Regions from separate parts of the Oryctolagus cuniculus genome. Here region 2 is linked to region 1. The links are chromatin contacts, called in public Micro-C maps. All regions are on one chromosome and are shown on one strand. Each heading gives the region's core, a stretch centred on a gene start, on an enhancer-like site or on the middle of the called end of the contact. The rest is flanking DNA. Distances are from core to core; before and after follow the strand shown.

Evidence for each region. A called contact is a pair of places that touch in the nucleus more often than the background predicts.
Region 2: a Micro-C map of ear pinna shows a contact between it and region 1, with 3 times the contacts expected there. The contact joins two enhancer-like sites. A contact is called at or near these places in 3 of 6 Hi-C or Micro-C datasets (ear pinna, psoas muscle and an unstated tissue).

What each region holds. Positions count from the first base shown.
Region 1 is chr12:107,697,871-107,704,229 of mOryCun1.1, forward strand. The region is part of intron 5 of PEAK1 (pseudopodium enriched atypical kinase 1); the gene reads right to left. Among named protein-coding and RNA genes, the nearest start is that of TSPAN3, 100 kb to the left of the region's middle. Within about 2 kb of position 1,546, at least 4 of the 8 cell types and tissues checked have an H3K27ac peak or open chromatin away from gene starts, as enhancers often do. A contact at or near this core is called in ear pinna, where this site is marked.
Region 2 is chr12:108,057,577-108,064,563 of mOryCun1.1, forward strand. No RefSeq gene overlaps it. Among named protein-coding and RNA genes, the nearest start is that of HMG20A, 94 kb to the left of the region's middle. Within about 2 kb of position 2,540, at least 2 of the 8 cell types and tissues checked have an H3K27ac peak or open chromatin away from gene starts, as enhancers often do. A contact at or near this core is called in ear pinna, where this site is marked.

The DNA.
Region 1 (6,359 bases), core at 296-2,795:
GCTTCTGTTGGCAGTTTGTAGCAGGTCTGGTCAGCCACTGAACATTTAAAAAACCTTTTTCTTCTTGTGTACTTAGTGTTATTTTGGCACTGACTACAAAAGAATCAGCCACCCTGGCCCAATATCTTGTTAACCAAGCGAAACTCATTCCTGATAAGAGCCAGATTAAGTTCTCTCTTTGTAAGTAGTGCAGCATATTTTCTTTTTGCAAGACGGGTACATAAATCCCCCACTTTGAGTGTAGGTTAATTTGGTCAATGGATGGCTCCGGAACTGATCAGCAGCTATCACGTCATGAACAGACTCGCCAAGTGAGCTTCACAAGGAACACAACCAGCTCACGCCAGGGCTGTGCGCAGCAGGAACTCATCTGGGATTTGGCACTCGTTTGCAAGTTCTATGTCCATCTGTATCCACACTGCCATGAAACGGAGACGAACCAAGCAAACACCTTTAACAAGCACCAGATGGAGCTGCTGTCTAAGCCACAGAACTTGAACTTTTGAGGGCTTCTTTTTAAACACCAATTATGTTTGGAGACAAAGATATGCACTTAAAGACGTTGTCCAGATTATTTTAACTCATAACAGGCTCACAGAGAGAGAAGCTGTACCATATGCACAAATGGCCCACGCGCAACCCATGCCCTCTGAAATGACTTCAGTGGCAACCGCCGACAACCAGCAGCTTTCCTGCTCCACACTGACACTCCCCAAACGGGAAACTCCAGTCCCCAAAGTTACGCTCAGGACAGAAGCAATCCGTCTCCGGAGGCACTCACACAGGAAGCGCAGCGTGCATGCTGGCGTGTTCTATTTATCTGCCAGAACAGGTCTGGCACAGAGTGCCCACGTGGGATGGTTGATAAGAGCAGCTCATTTGTCTCCGCAGTCCTTATAACCTCATGGCAAACCCTCTGGATGAAATGGTCCGTGGGAGAGTACAGTGGCTGAAGCTGTCCCCACCAGCTAACCAGGATTCCAGGGTCTAAAACTCTATTTCATATTTGACAGATTTCAGGACCAAAGCCCTTCTGGCTATAGGTGAAAGCCATTCAAGAGTAGCCTATTTCACTTCAAGCCATGACAGCTTTTTAAGAACCTATTACTGCCTTTTTTTTTTTTATACTCTCTCTACCGCTGTACAATGACAATAATTAGTTTGCTTCCAGCCTAATAGTCTCTAGCAGACTCCATGCATGACAACCACATGCACACTGGACTTCAATCGCAAAATAAACTGGCCTGCAGAAAGGGTGGGAGCACCTCAAGCTGGACACGACTGGCTCCAGCACAAAGGAGCACCACGCACAGAGTGCTTCCTCACAGCACCCCAGGAGAATCAGACGACAGTAAAGGAGGACGGGGAGCGGATGCGACGTTCCTCCAGAGTCCCGCGGCCCCCGCGGCTCTGTCTCCCGCAGATCTGCCACAGCGCCCTCGCCGCTCTGCCCGGGCTGGGGAGGGCGCTCACAGCGAGCAGCCGCGGTCTCCAGGATGCTGGGCTCTCCTAGGGCTTTGCAACGGAGCGTGTGGGTCACTTCTATAAAAGGGAAAGGAAAGTGTGACAGTGGTCCCACGTCACTCTTCCCAACCTTTCCTTCTCCCACAGGGAAAAACGCTGACCCGACGCCTTGACCAGCTGCCAAACCCCGCAGCAGATGACTAAAAGGGTGGGGAGAGGAAGTGAGAGCAGAGCAGGAAGAGGTTTTGCAAGAGATAAAACACAGCTTTAACTTGGTGCACAAATGGAAATTCCATGAATAAAAAGAATCTTCTTAATTGGAGATTGAAAAAGACAGACAGACTAATACAAAACAACCCAGACACACAGCTTCTTGGTATGTCAAGACTTTACAACATGAAGCTCTCTTGTCCAAAAAAGAAAACAAAACAAAACCTGCTTGATTTTGAAAGACCAAGTAAAAATCCATCAGAAACCTGCCGAGGCTAGGCGTTTTCAGTTGTTCTGGTCACGACAGTGTTCTGACAGGTTCCTGTCGCGAGGCGGGCCTCTCAGGTAAGGACTGTGCAACAGCAAACGCACACGGCACGGCAGCACCACTCAGCCTCCCAGCCACCTCTCAGAAACGGCAGAGACGCAGAGAGACAGAGATCTCCCATCTTCTGGCTCCCTTCCCAGATGCCTGAACAGCCATTTTCAGGACTGGACCAGGCCAGAGCCAGGAGCAAGGAACTCAATCCAGGTCTCCCAGATGGGTGGTGGCGAGGTCCCAAGTACTTGAGCCACCACCTGCTGCCTCCCAGGGTCTGATAAGTGGGAAGCTGGAAATGCAAGTGGAGGCAGGATTCGAACCCAAGCACTCCACTCAAGTCACTGTATAAAGTTCTTCGATGAACTAGTTTAATACTAATGCTACTCCTAATTATTATTATAAGACTGCTAGTAATTAATTATAAGACCATAAGTCCCTAGAAGGCAGGGCTATGTCTTTTTCATCTTTATATATCTTGGATTGCTTAGCACATACTACATACTAAGTAAGTGTTTGCTTAATAATAATTCTAGTTAGTATTTGCTATTTGAAGCACTTTGCCCATGACAATTCTCAATTCGCACAAAACTCCCATGACATGCACACTATTGTCAGACTTGCCCAAGGTCACCCAGCTAATGAATGGCAGAGCCAGATGGCCGAGGGCATACACAGATGCCTGAATGGTGGGACTCGGCCGTCCGTGGCACCCGGCGGTGCTTTAGGCACAAGGACCGCAGCACCTGAACGGTAGTTCACGCAGCAGCAGCGGCACTGTCCACTAGAGTAGAATTCCACTGTGAATGGAGAAGGGCTACAGGGAGACAGGCCCACACATGTCCAGTGCGGCGCTTAGACACACGGCTCGTGGGCTGTCCCGAAGCTCTGTCTCTTGTGCCTTTGAGTGTCGAGGGAGTGAACATGAGGAGGCAAATCATGCCAGACCGTCTGTCCAGCCCAGTCTGAGTCCAAGCCATCCTGAAGTGGACAGTGCGACGCTGCTGATGTCATGCTGTGCTCCTCCTCTCCGCTGCCCCGTCCTCAGGGCCACCTGTCTACGAAGCAGAGGGAGCTGGACCGGAGGCTAAATTAGGGAGTCAGTGCTGAGTGACAGGTGAGAAGACAGGTCATCTCTGGTTTCTTAAAAAAAGGGAGTGAGATAGGGGAGACAGGGACGGTGTTGGCCTAGGATTCACAGGGGTTAGAAAAACATAAGAGAGGAGGGGAAAGACATGGAAGGCAAGAGAAGAAGGAAAACAGCCGCTGCCCTGCGGAAAGCGCCACTCAGACGTCTGCAGCGACGGCACCAGCGGGGACAATGCCACCCGGGGGGCTTTCTGTCTTGTGTGACCTGTACCCTTGGTAGAAGGTATTATTTGTCCGATTAAATTACATTTACTTTCCCAGCTACAGAAAACAGTGAACAGTACATACTGTAAAACATTTATAATTTACACTTTTAGAGGGAAGAAGTACTTCTAAATTAATCAAAGTCTGAATTATACAACACTGTGAAGAAATATGGATTTACTGCTTTCACGAAAATAATATACACGTCCGCTTGGTAGCGGTATGTGGAGGACTCATTCTAACAAGCGGGACAGGATTATGTTTACGACGGTTGTGAATACATGATGGCTTAAGGAACATATTACAAGACTCATTCTCAAACTAGAATCCAGGATATATTGGCAAGGGTTTGCGAGTCCTCCAAAACAGCTTGATACTGAACTGAGAGCAAAGTTTACACCTACAATAAATTAATATAAACACAGGCAGGATCACTGCCATGGCCGCTTATTAACCACGCAAATCAGCATGTCTTTCAGGTCCACCAAAACCTTGGTGTAGCCATGCGATCCTCAACAGCCTGGAAAGAAACGTGACGGCGAAGACAGCCGAGGGGAGCGGAAGCGGCAAAGGACACAGCGTGGGGCAGGCAGCCCCGGCCTCTGGCTGTGAGCAGCAATCCAGCTTCAGCAAAACACCAGCTAGCACATGAAATTAATGCTAATTTGCGTTTCCCTCATTTTGTAGGGTTTTCTGGTACTCAACTTCTAAATTTGCTTTGGTTTATAGTTAAATGAGAAACATAAGCATAGAGAATTTATACCTAATTTTATATGTTTGTACTTAAGTGAAATTATAATGATGTATGTCAACACTAACAGATTGCAGGGTTTCTCCTTTTTCTTCTTCAGCTAGAAGGGGTCTATTGTGGTGAGTGATGTGGCACAGTGGGTCAAGCTGCTGCTTGGGATACCTATAAACTATACTGGAGTACTGGTTCAAGTCCTGGCAACTTGGCTTCCAATCTGGCTCCCCGCTGAAGTGCCTGGGAGACAGCAGATGACAGCCCAAGTACTTGGACCTCTGCCACCCATGTGGGAGACCCGGATGGAGTTTCTGGTTCCTGGCTTCAACCTGGCCCAGTCCTGGCTGTTGTAGGCACTCTGGGGGTAAATCAGCAAGTGAAGGATTTCTTTCTCTCTAACTTTGCCTTTCAAATAAATGAATGGATGCATAAATATATAATTTAAAAAAAAATAAAATAAAGAGGCTGGCGTTGTGGCATAGCAGGTATAGCTAGTGCCTGCATCGCCAGTATCCCACATGAGCACTGATTTGAGAGCTAGATGCTCCACTTCTGATCCAGCTCCTGCTAATCTACCTGGGAAAGCAGTGGAAGATGGCCCATTGTGCTTGGGCCCCCGGCCCTACGTGAGAGACCTAGAAGCTCCTAGCTCCTGGCTCCAGAAGGGCCTAGCCCTGGCTGTTGCAGCCATTTGGGGAGAGAATCAGCAGATGGAAGGTCTCTCTTTCTCTCTCTGTCTCCTCCTCTCTGTAATTTTGCCTTTCAAATAAATAATAAATGAATCTTTTAAAAAAATTTAAAAAGGGGTAATCTATAAATTATTGAAGTTTGAAAAGTGGTGCTTAAAACAATGTTTCCCTTTCTTAAGGTAAGCATTCCTCTTGTGGTCTTATTTATATGAGCATTATTAATTTCCTAAGCATTTGTAACAGGAATACCATAACTGTATACTTCACAGAGCTGATCTGAAAACAAATTAAGATAAAATACCTAAAGTGCCTAGTTCAGAAACTAGTTCTTTTCTCCTTTACTAAATCTCTATACCCTGTGGATGTTGGGAAGGGGAGTGAGCCATCTCCAGTGCCCACCACACAGATCCACACCCTAACCACACACCATCTGAGCACTCAGGAAGCTATCCCCATGGGAACACTGGTAACTTGCCAGCTGGGGTTCAGTTGCTGCAGACACTTCCATGGAGTTTCAGCTGGATTGGTGACCTTCTTATCATTTATCATTTCTACTTGGAAACTCTACTTCAAGTTCTGAGCACATGACTTGCATAAAAACTTTAGCATCCCCTCTCACTTGGGTGTTTTTGCGTCAGGTTTGAGCGATGCTATCAGATTACATCAGAAAGGAGGTGCTGAGCACTAGGGTACTATGATACTACTTGTGCTTTAGGGGCTCAGGTGGAACTGGAAGGGGTACATTGACAGGAGGCAAGGTGAGAGACAATGTGGTTGGTTCAATAATACAGTAATAGACTAGGGACAGGTGTTTGGCACGGTGGTTAAGACTTCTGCAACCCATACTAGAGTGTCTGAGTTTGAGCCCTGGCCTCTTTTTTTTTTTAATTTATTTGAAAGGCAGAGTTACAGAGGGGTAGAGGCAGAGGCAGACAAAAAGGTCTTCCATCTGCTTGTTCACTCCCCAAATGGCTGCAATGGCCGGAGTTGAGCTGACCCAAAATCAGGAGCCAGGAGCTTCTTCCAGGTCTCCCACCTGGGTGCAGGTGCCCAAGCACTTGGACCATCTTCTACTGCTTTCCCAGGCCATAGCAGAGGGATGGATCTGAAGTAGAGCAGCCGGAATTCGAAGTGGCGGCGTATGGGATGTGGGCACTGCAGACAGAGGCTTTATCTGCTATGCCACAGCACCAGCCCCAGGCTTCACTCTTGATTTCCGCATTTCTCCCAATGTGTACTCTGGGAGTCAGCAGGTGATGGCTCGAGTGGTTGGGTCCCTGATACCCATGTGGGAGACACAGAATGAGCTCCTGGCTCGGCTCTGGTTGTTGCAGGCATTTTGCAGGAGTGAACCAGTTGAATGGGATATCTCTCTGTGCCTCAGCCTTTCAAATAAATTTTTAAAAAAGGTGCCCAGGGGCCAGTGCGGTGGTGTAGAGGGTTAAGCCAACACCTGTGGTGCCCGAAGCTCATATGGGCACCAGTTTTGAGTCCCAGCTGCTCTACTTCCTATCCAGCTCCCTGTTGATGGCCTGGGAAAGCAGCAGCAGATGACCCAAGTGCTTGGGCCCCTGCACCC
Region 2 (6,987 bases), core at 1,290-3,789, 360 kb after region 1:
CTGGGGGTGACCAGCCCCGCGCCGCTGGCGGAGGCGCCCAGACTCTGGGACAGGAGGACAATTAAAGAAGGAAATGTCCTAGGGTTTCGCCTCTGGCCGCTGTGGGTGTTGATCAGTGCCTGTTTGGTGCTGATGGGGTGCAGAGGAAGAGTACCCACCCCTGCAACAGCTCTCCACAGCCAAAGCTGGGTCAGGCTGAAGCCGTCAGGAGCCAGGAGCGCCATCTGGGTCTCCCACGTAGGTGCCCATCACCTGCCGCCCCCCAGGAAGCTGGAATCAGCAGTGGAGCCCAGGCACTCACCTGGGGTGTCCCAAGTGGCAGCGTGACCCACTGCGCCCCTGCGCCCACCCTGCCAATTCCTTGTAATAAGTATCTGCATATATGGAGGGTCTTCAAAAAGTTTGTGGACAATGCATGTCCTGGACAAACGGTGCACACGGCACACTTCTGCCGCGGGTTCCCGGTCCCTGCAGAGCCCCGGCCGACACCACCCTCTTCCTTCCTCTCCTGCCCCGCCTGGCTGTAAGAGGAGGGCTGGCCGCAGAGTACATCCCCTCCCAGCCTCCCGGGAGCCAGGCAGGTGACAGCCATCGCCTGCCCTCTGCCTGGCCTCTGGTGGCCACCGGCTTAGGCTGGGGCGGGCTGATCAATCCTTAGAGAGCTCTTGAACAGGGAGACGGAAGAGGGCTAGGACGTGGGACAAACAGCACCAGGAGGAGCACACACATGGGCGTGGAGTCGGGCACATCCCACAGCAGCTCTGGGAACCCCCGAGTCGTCCTAGAGTCAAGAGGGCTGGGGCAGGTGGACCCCCTTTCTCCCAGCCACAGGGGGCGGAGCATAAATGTGCAGGCACCTCCTACTGTCTGGTGGCCTGGCTGTTGGAAGCGGAGGCACAGGTGGGCAAAGGCAGGGGACTGCAAGGGGCCGCGTGGCGCAGGTCAGGGGAGTGGGGAGGGCAGCTGGGGGTCTGGCCTTCCGGGGGGCTGCCCCATGTTCCCTGGAGGAGGTGGTTACACTGCACCCCTAGCTCTGCAGTCTCTGGGACTAAGCCTTTGCCCTGAGAGTAAGAGGCGGGTTGTGCATGTACCCTGACCAATCCACTCGCTCGGAGGGGCAGTCCCAGGGCCTAGGGTGAAGGCTGAGTCCAGGCTGGGAGAGACCCGGGGTCCCAGGCTCAGCCGCCGCCCCTCCTTGGACTCAGTGGCTGCTGGGCTCTGCCCTGCTGGGCCAGCTGTCTGCCTGCACTGACCTCTGTGGGCAGCAGGCGCCTTCTGAGCGTGAGCCCATGATCATGCCCACGAGTGTCCAGCCCCACGACCCAGTCGCCTCCAGCCCGTTTTCCAAGAAGGCAGAGACTCAGAGAGAGCAGTGGCTGATCCCCATGTCCATGGCGGTGTGGGGCGGGGGGTGCTTTCCTGCTGGGATGGCAGCCTGCCGGGGACCTCTGTGCCCCTCTGCCACCTGGCAGCTCCCTGGGCAGGCCTTATGTGCCATCGGGGGAAGTGAGCCACCCTTAACCACCCTCGCCGAGTCGGGACCTCCTCCACAGGTGGCACCAGCTTTTTTTTTTTTTTAAATAATGAATGAACTTTTTAAAATCAAGATTTATATATTTATTTGAAAGACACAGAGAGAGAGGGAGAGACACAGAGAGAGGACTTTTCTGTCTTGTAGTTCACTCCCCAAGTGGCTGCAACAGCCAGGGCTGGGCCAGGCCAAAGCCAGGAGCCAGGAGCTTCTTCTGAGTCTCCCACGCGGGTGCAGGGGCCCAGGCACTTGGGCCATCCTCCACTGCTTTCCCAGGCCACAGCAGAGAGCTGGATGGGAAGTTGAGACGCACACCAGCACCCACATGGTGGCTTTACCTGCTGTGCGCCGGCGCCCGCCCCTGTGTGTGCTTATTAAGCTGGGTGTCTACTGCTAGAGACAGGCCGAGCCCTAGGCTGGGGAGAGGAGTCAACGGCGTGCTCTGTGGATGGACAGGGGCACCCGAGGCGGCTCCAGAGCCTTCCCGAGGGGGCGGGGCCTGCAGCGCCACGTGGGGACCAGGTGGTGGACAGGGAGAGGAGTCCAGCTCAGGCCTCAAACATCTCCCAATACCTGGCACCTAACATCGCGTTGTAATTTGGTTTTTATTTTTCTTCTAGAACCTTCCTGGCTGCAGGCCCCTCACACCTCAATGCAGCCGGCTGGGCGGCCAGCCTGCCTTTCCCAGTGACTTCTGCCAGGGTTCCCCATCACCTGCAGGGGGACAGGCTCTGTCTCTCTGGGCTCTGTTCCTCTGGGTGTCCAGGCCTTGTGCTCTCTGCTGGGTGGGGCCCTGTGTCCCCCAGGAGGGCCCTGCACACAGCAGCTGTTCTCCTGGGCTGGGCGCAGCCTGGGCACAGGGCACGGCCGAGACCGGGGCCTGGGCCTGTTTTGGACTCGAGGGTGGGTGTCCCTGGGGGTGCACAGCGGACCGGAAGCAGCAGTGGCAGGCAAGCCCTTTCCTGATGGAAGGAGAGCTACTGGGCGCGCCTGCGCTTCGCTGAGAGCCTCGGGATGGGCCTGGCCTCATTCCCTGGCCAGCTGGGGCAGGCCCCAGGCCCCAGCATCCGGCCTCAGCCTGCCAAGCCCGAAGACTGTGGGCAGAGTTCAAGAGCTGGGTGGGCTCCGGGCAGCATCGCTGCCTGCAGCAGCTGCGGCGGCTCTGGCGGGAGCCCGTGGTTGTCAGCACAGAGGCCGTGGACCGCAGTGGCTGTGGTGTGCGGGGCACCCCTGGGCCAGGGGTGGGGGCAGAGGTGCACACGGGGGTGGTGGTGGGGGACGGGCAGGCCCCTTCCCTCTTCATTTCCCAGGCCGGGTGGGCTGAAGCAGGAGATAGCCAAGAGAGAGGGCAGGGTCGGGACGTGGGCAGCACACGGCGCCGAGCAGGACTGAGGAGCCCCCCCAGGGAGAGTGGGAGAGAGCTGCACACAGGGACCGGAACAGTTAGGCTGAACCCTGGCTGACGCACGGGAAATAGGGGTGTTGACGGGAGCTTCATCCTGGAACTCCACCCCGGTCCCCGACGTGGGTGCAGGGGCCCAAGCATTGGGCCATCTCCGCTGCTTTTCCCAGGCCATTAGCAGATCAGCCACGAGCCGGATTGAAGTGGAGCAGCCGGGACTCGAACCAGGGCTCTGAAATGGGATGCCGGTGTCACAGGTGGCAGCTTAACCTGCTGTGCCTCGACACTGGTCCCCCAAATTAAAATACTTTTACAAGATTCAAAAGGACACCCGGCGTGTGATTTGCTTGTTGCATTACCCAAAAGTAGGAAAATTCAGAGATTCAGACAGTGGGAGGTCATGGGACGGGGGAGGGGAGCAGGATTTCAATTTCAGCGAAGAAGCAGTTCTGGACTGGGTGTGGGGGTGAAGGTTACACCATGGTGTGAGTATCCTCACTAACCACTAAACGGTGAAGATGGTAAAGTTTACCCTATGTACAACTTAGCACGATTAAACAGAAAAACGTTAGGGGGCCTGGTTTCAACGTTAGGGGGCCCTGGTTTCGACGTTAGCAGCCCATGTGGGAGTGCCTGGTCAAATCCTGGCTGCTCCACTTCTGATCCAGCTTCCTGCTAACGAAGGTAGTGGATGATGGTGACCCAAGTACTTGGACCCCTGCCTCCCACGTAGGCGTTCCCAGCTCCTGACTTCTGCCTGGCCAGCCCTGGCTGTTGCGGCCATTTGGGGAGTGAACCAATGGCTGGAAGCTCTCTCTGTCTCTACTTCTGTCTCTCTCCTCTCTCTCTCTCTGTAACTCTACCTTGCAAATAAATAGATACTTTTAAAATAAGTAGATAAAAATAAAAATTTGAAGTCCAGGACAAGAGGGCACGAGAGCCACCTTGAAGGCGCTCGCCCGGCCAAGTCTGGGACCCTGAGGCGGGGTCACGTCCTGTATTGCTCGTGCTAGGGTGTGGGTGTGTGCCTGCTTGCTCCTGGAAAAAGGCCACTCTTCCCAGCATTCTGAAACTCGGCACCATGGCTGGCCTCCCCGGGAGTGACTGCCAGGCTGGCCTTCCACACCCAAGCCTTGCCCGGTTCATCAGGACCCCGAGAGCGACACAAACATAGCTCGCTCCTCCCACGAGCTCCCTGTGGGGATCTGCGCGAGCCAGTGGGAAGCCAGAGCCCTCTCCCCTGGCCTGCAGCACGCGGCACCTGCTGCCATGTCCATCTGGCCATGCCACGGTCACAAGGGGAGGTTGGTCTGCCAGGACCCCCAGGTCCTCCCTCGGCACTGTGCTTGGAACTTCCGCCTCCTGGAGACCAGTGCCACCTGCCTTCCTACGGCGATGGAGCCGGCCAAGGACGAATCGGGGCCTTCCTAGGTGACACAGAAGACGAGGGTGGGCTGGCCCACTGCAGAGGCTAGGGGGAACCTGGTGTGAGCCTGGCAGCCCCTGTCGTAGTCTGGAGCTGGGCCGGCCAGCAGGGAGACAGGCCTGGGGCTCCACGACCGTCACCCACAGCGTGTGGCTGGTGCCATGGGCAGACAGGGCCACAGCTCCCACGGCACAGATGCGGAATCAGACCTGCTCCATCCGAGCGCCCACGGGGCAGCCCCAGGGGCAGTGGTGAAGGCGGGAGAGCTCTGCCCCCGTGATGGGAGCAGCCAGCTCGGGGAAGGCTGGGGAAGGCAGGCATCGTGGCCCAGGGCGTGGGGCCGCCGCTCGGGACTCCCGACCCCGTAATGGAGCGCTGCTCCGAGTCCACTTCCAGCTCCCTGCTACTGCGCCTGGGAAAGCCCGCAGAGGGCCGTTACCCACGCCTGGGGCTCCGCCCAGCCTCGATCTCTGCGGCTGGGGGCCGAGGGGTCCCGCCCAGCTGCACACTGCCACGCCCACCCTCACACCAGGGAGCCGCCCGGATGAACCTCTTCTCTTTTCATAGAGGAAGGCTGCAGAGACGCCGCCATTGCAGGGAGGAAGCCTGACTGGGTTTCGAGCACTTTCCAAAGAAGTCACAGAAATTGCTTACTATGAAAACATATTTCAACATCCATGCAGGCGCTTCGCCACGGCTCATTTATCTCCTCGGGCCGTTTCTTCCACGGACGCTGTGGAGCCCCTTCCCACGGGCAGAAGGGGCGGCAGACCCTGCCAGGCCCCCAGTGCCGGCCTCTCGGCTCAGCGGAACAAGCCCGTTCCCCGCCCCCGACCCCCGCCTCCTCCGGCCCGGGGGAGGATCCTGTGGGCTCCACGTAAAGGGATTAAGGCTTAGCCGGCTGTGACTGCGTGGCCATGGGGCTACTGGGCCCTGGCGTGGGGCACAGAGGTCTGGTCAGGAGCTGCTGGGAGGTGGGCATGGGGGCCTTGCAGCCTGTGCCCTCCGAGGGTCCCCAGCCAGCCCAGGCGGGAGTGGCAGCTGGGTCTGGGGACGCCCTGAAAGCCAAGGAGTGCCAGTTCCTGGGTCATTGCCCGCACAGGTGCCTGGGCTCAGAGACAGCACACGTCCTGAAAATGCCACACGGCAGGTCAGCAGCAGGGCAGACACGGGAACAGCCTCCGGCCTGGGCCCCCGCTGGCACGGACGGCTCCAGCCAAGGCTCGGCTAGGGACAGGGCCCCGCCCGGCCACTTCCCGGCAGTCCCCTTTCTCCTGCCTCCCAAAGCCAGCAGGTGGGGGCCTGCAGTGGGGAGCCATCTCATTTGAACCCTGGGAGTGTGGGTGTGGGGTAGGACCCACACTCAAAGTGGGTTCAGTGGTGCTGGACACGCGGCAGGGGCCATCGGGGGGTCTCTGGGCCCAGATGGAGGTCAGGCAAGCACCTTCAAGGGGCTGGGGTCTGGGTCCGTCTGGGTGTGAGACGCCCTGAGCGGTGTTGGGCCAAGCATCCAAGCCTGGTGCAGAGAAAGAGTGGGGACAGAAGAGCCAGGGTCTGGGCGTCATGGTGCAGGGGGTTGAGCCACCGCCTGCAACACCGGCAAATCTGAAAAGCACTGGGTCCAGTCCTGGCTACTCACTGCTGACTCAGCTCCCTGCTAATGCACCTGGGTATGGTAAAAGCGCTTGGGCCCTGACCCCACATGGGAGACCCAGATGAAGCTCCTGACTCCCGGCTTTGGATCCACCCAGCTCCGGCCGTTTGCAGCCCTTTGGGGAGTGAACCAGCGGATGGAAGATCTCTCTCTCTCTCTCTCTCTCTCTCTCTGCCTCTCACTCTCTGTAACTCCACCTCTCAAATAAATAAATAAAAGCTTAAAAAATAGAACCCAGTGTGGCCTTCCCCACTCTGATTTTGGGGGGGCAGTGGGAAACAAGGCGCCCCCAAGAGGAAAAGCCCGTGTGCTGCACTGCCATTCCCCTCACTGCCCGAAGACAGAGCCAAGGAGAGCTGGGGGGCAGGGAGAAGCTGGGGGGGGGGGCAAAGGATTGGCCCCTTCCCGGGCCAGCCGGCCTGCTGCAGCCTCCTCAGACCATGGAGCCACACACTCCACCCTGTCCTGTCTGCCGCCGCCCAGGGAAGGCCCGGGCTGCATTCCCAGCACGGACCCTAGAGAGCCGCTGACCGCCTGTGTCCATTGTGCAGACAGGGACAGTGAGGCCTGGGGAGGCACGGCTTGCTCCACCTGGGGAGCTAGCGGCAGGGCTAAGACCACAGCCCCGTCCTGTGCACAGCCTGCCTTCCTCCCCTTGTCTGATCTGAGCAGGGGGCAGGGAGGCAGCTGGCTTGCCCCCTCCCTGCCCCCCCAAGGGGCCCAGGCCCGTCTGAACAGGCCCAGCAGGATTGCTCTGGCCAGAGCTGCCTTCTCTGCTTCCCCAGGGCTGCCCCAGCCCGGGCCCAGGGCCCCGAGGTCCAGGGAACCGCACTCTGTTTATTTTCCACTGCCTCCTGCATGCACCCTGTGGTTTCTGCTGCAGTGGGAACGGCGGGGCTGTGCTGGGGGCGCAGCTGTGCCGTGGGAAAGCGTGGGCTCTGCATGGGGGCTGGAGCTCAGCAGACCCCGGGGTC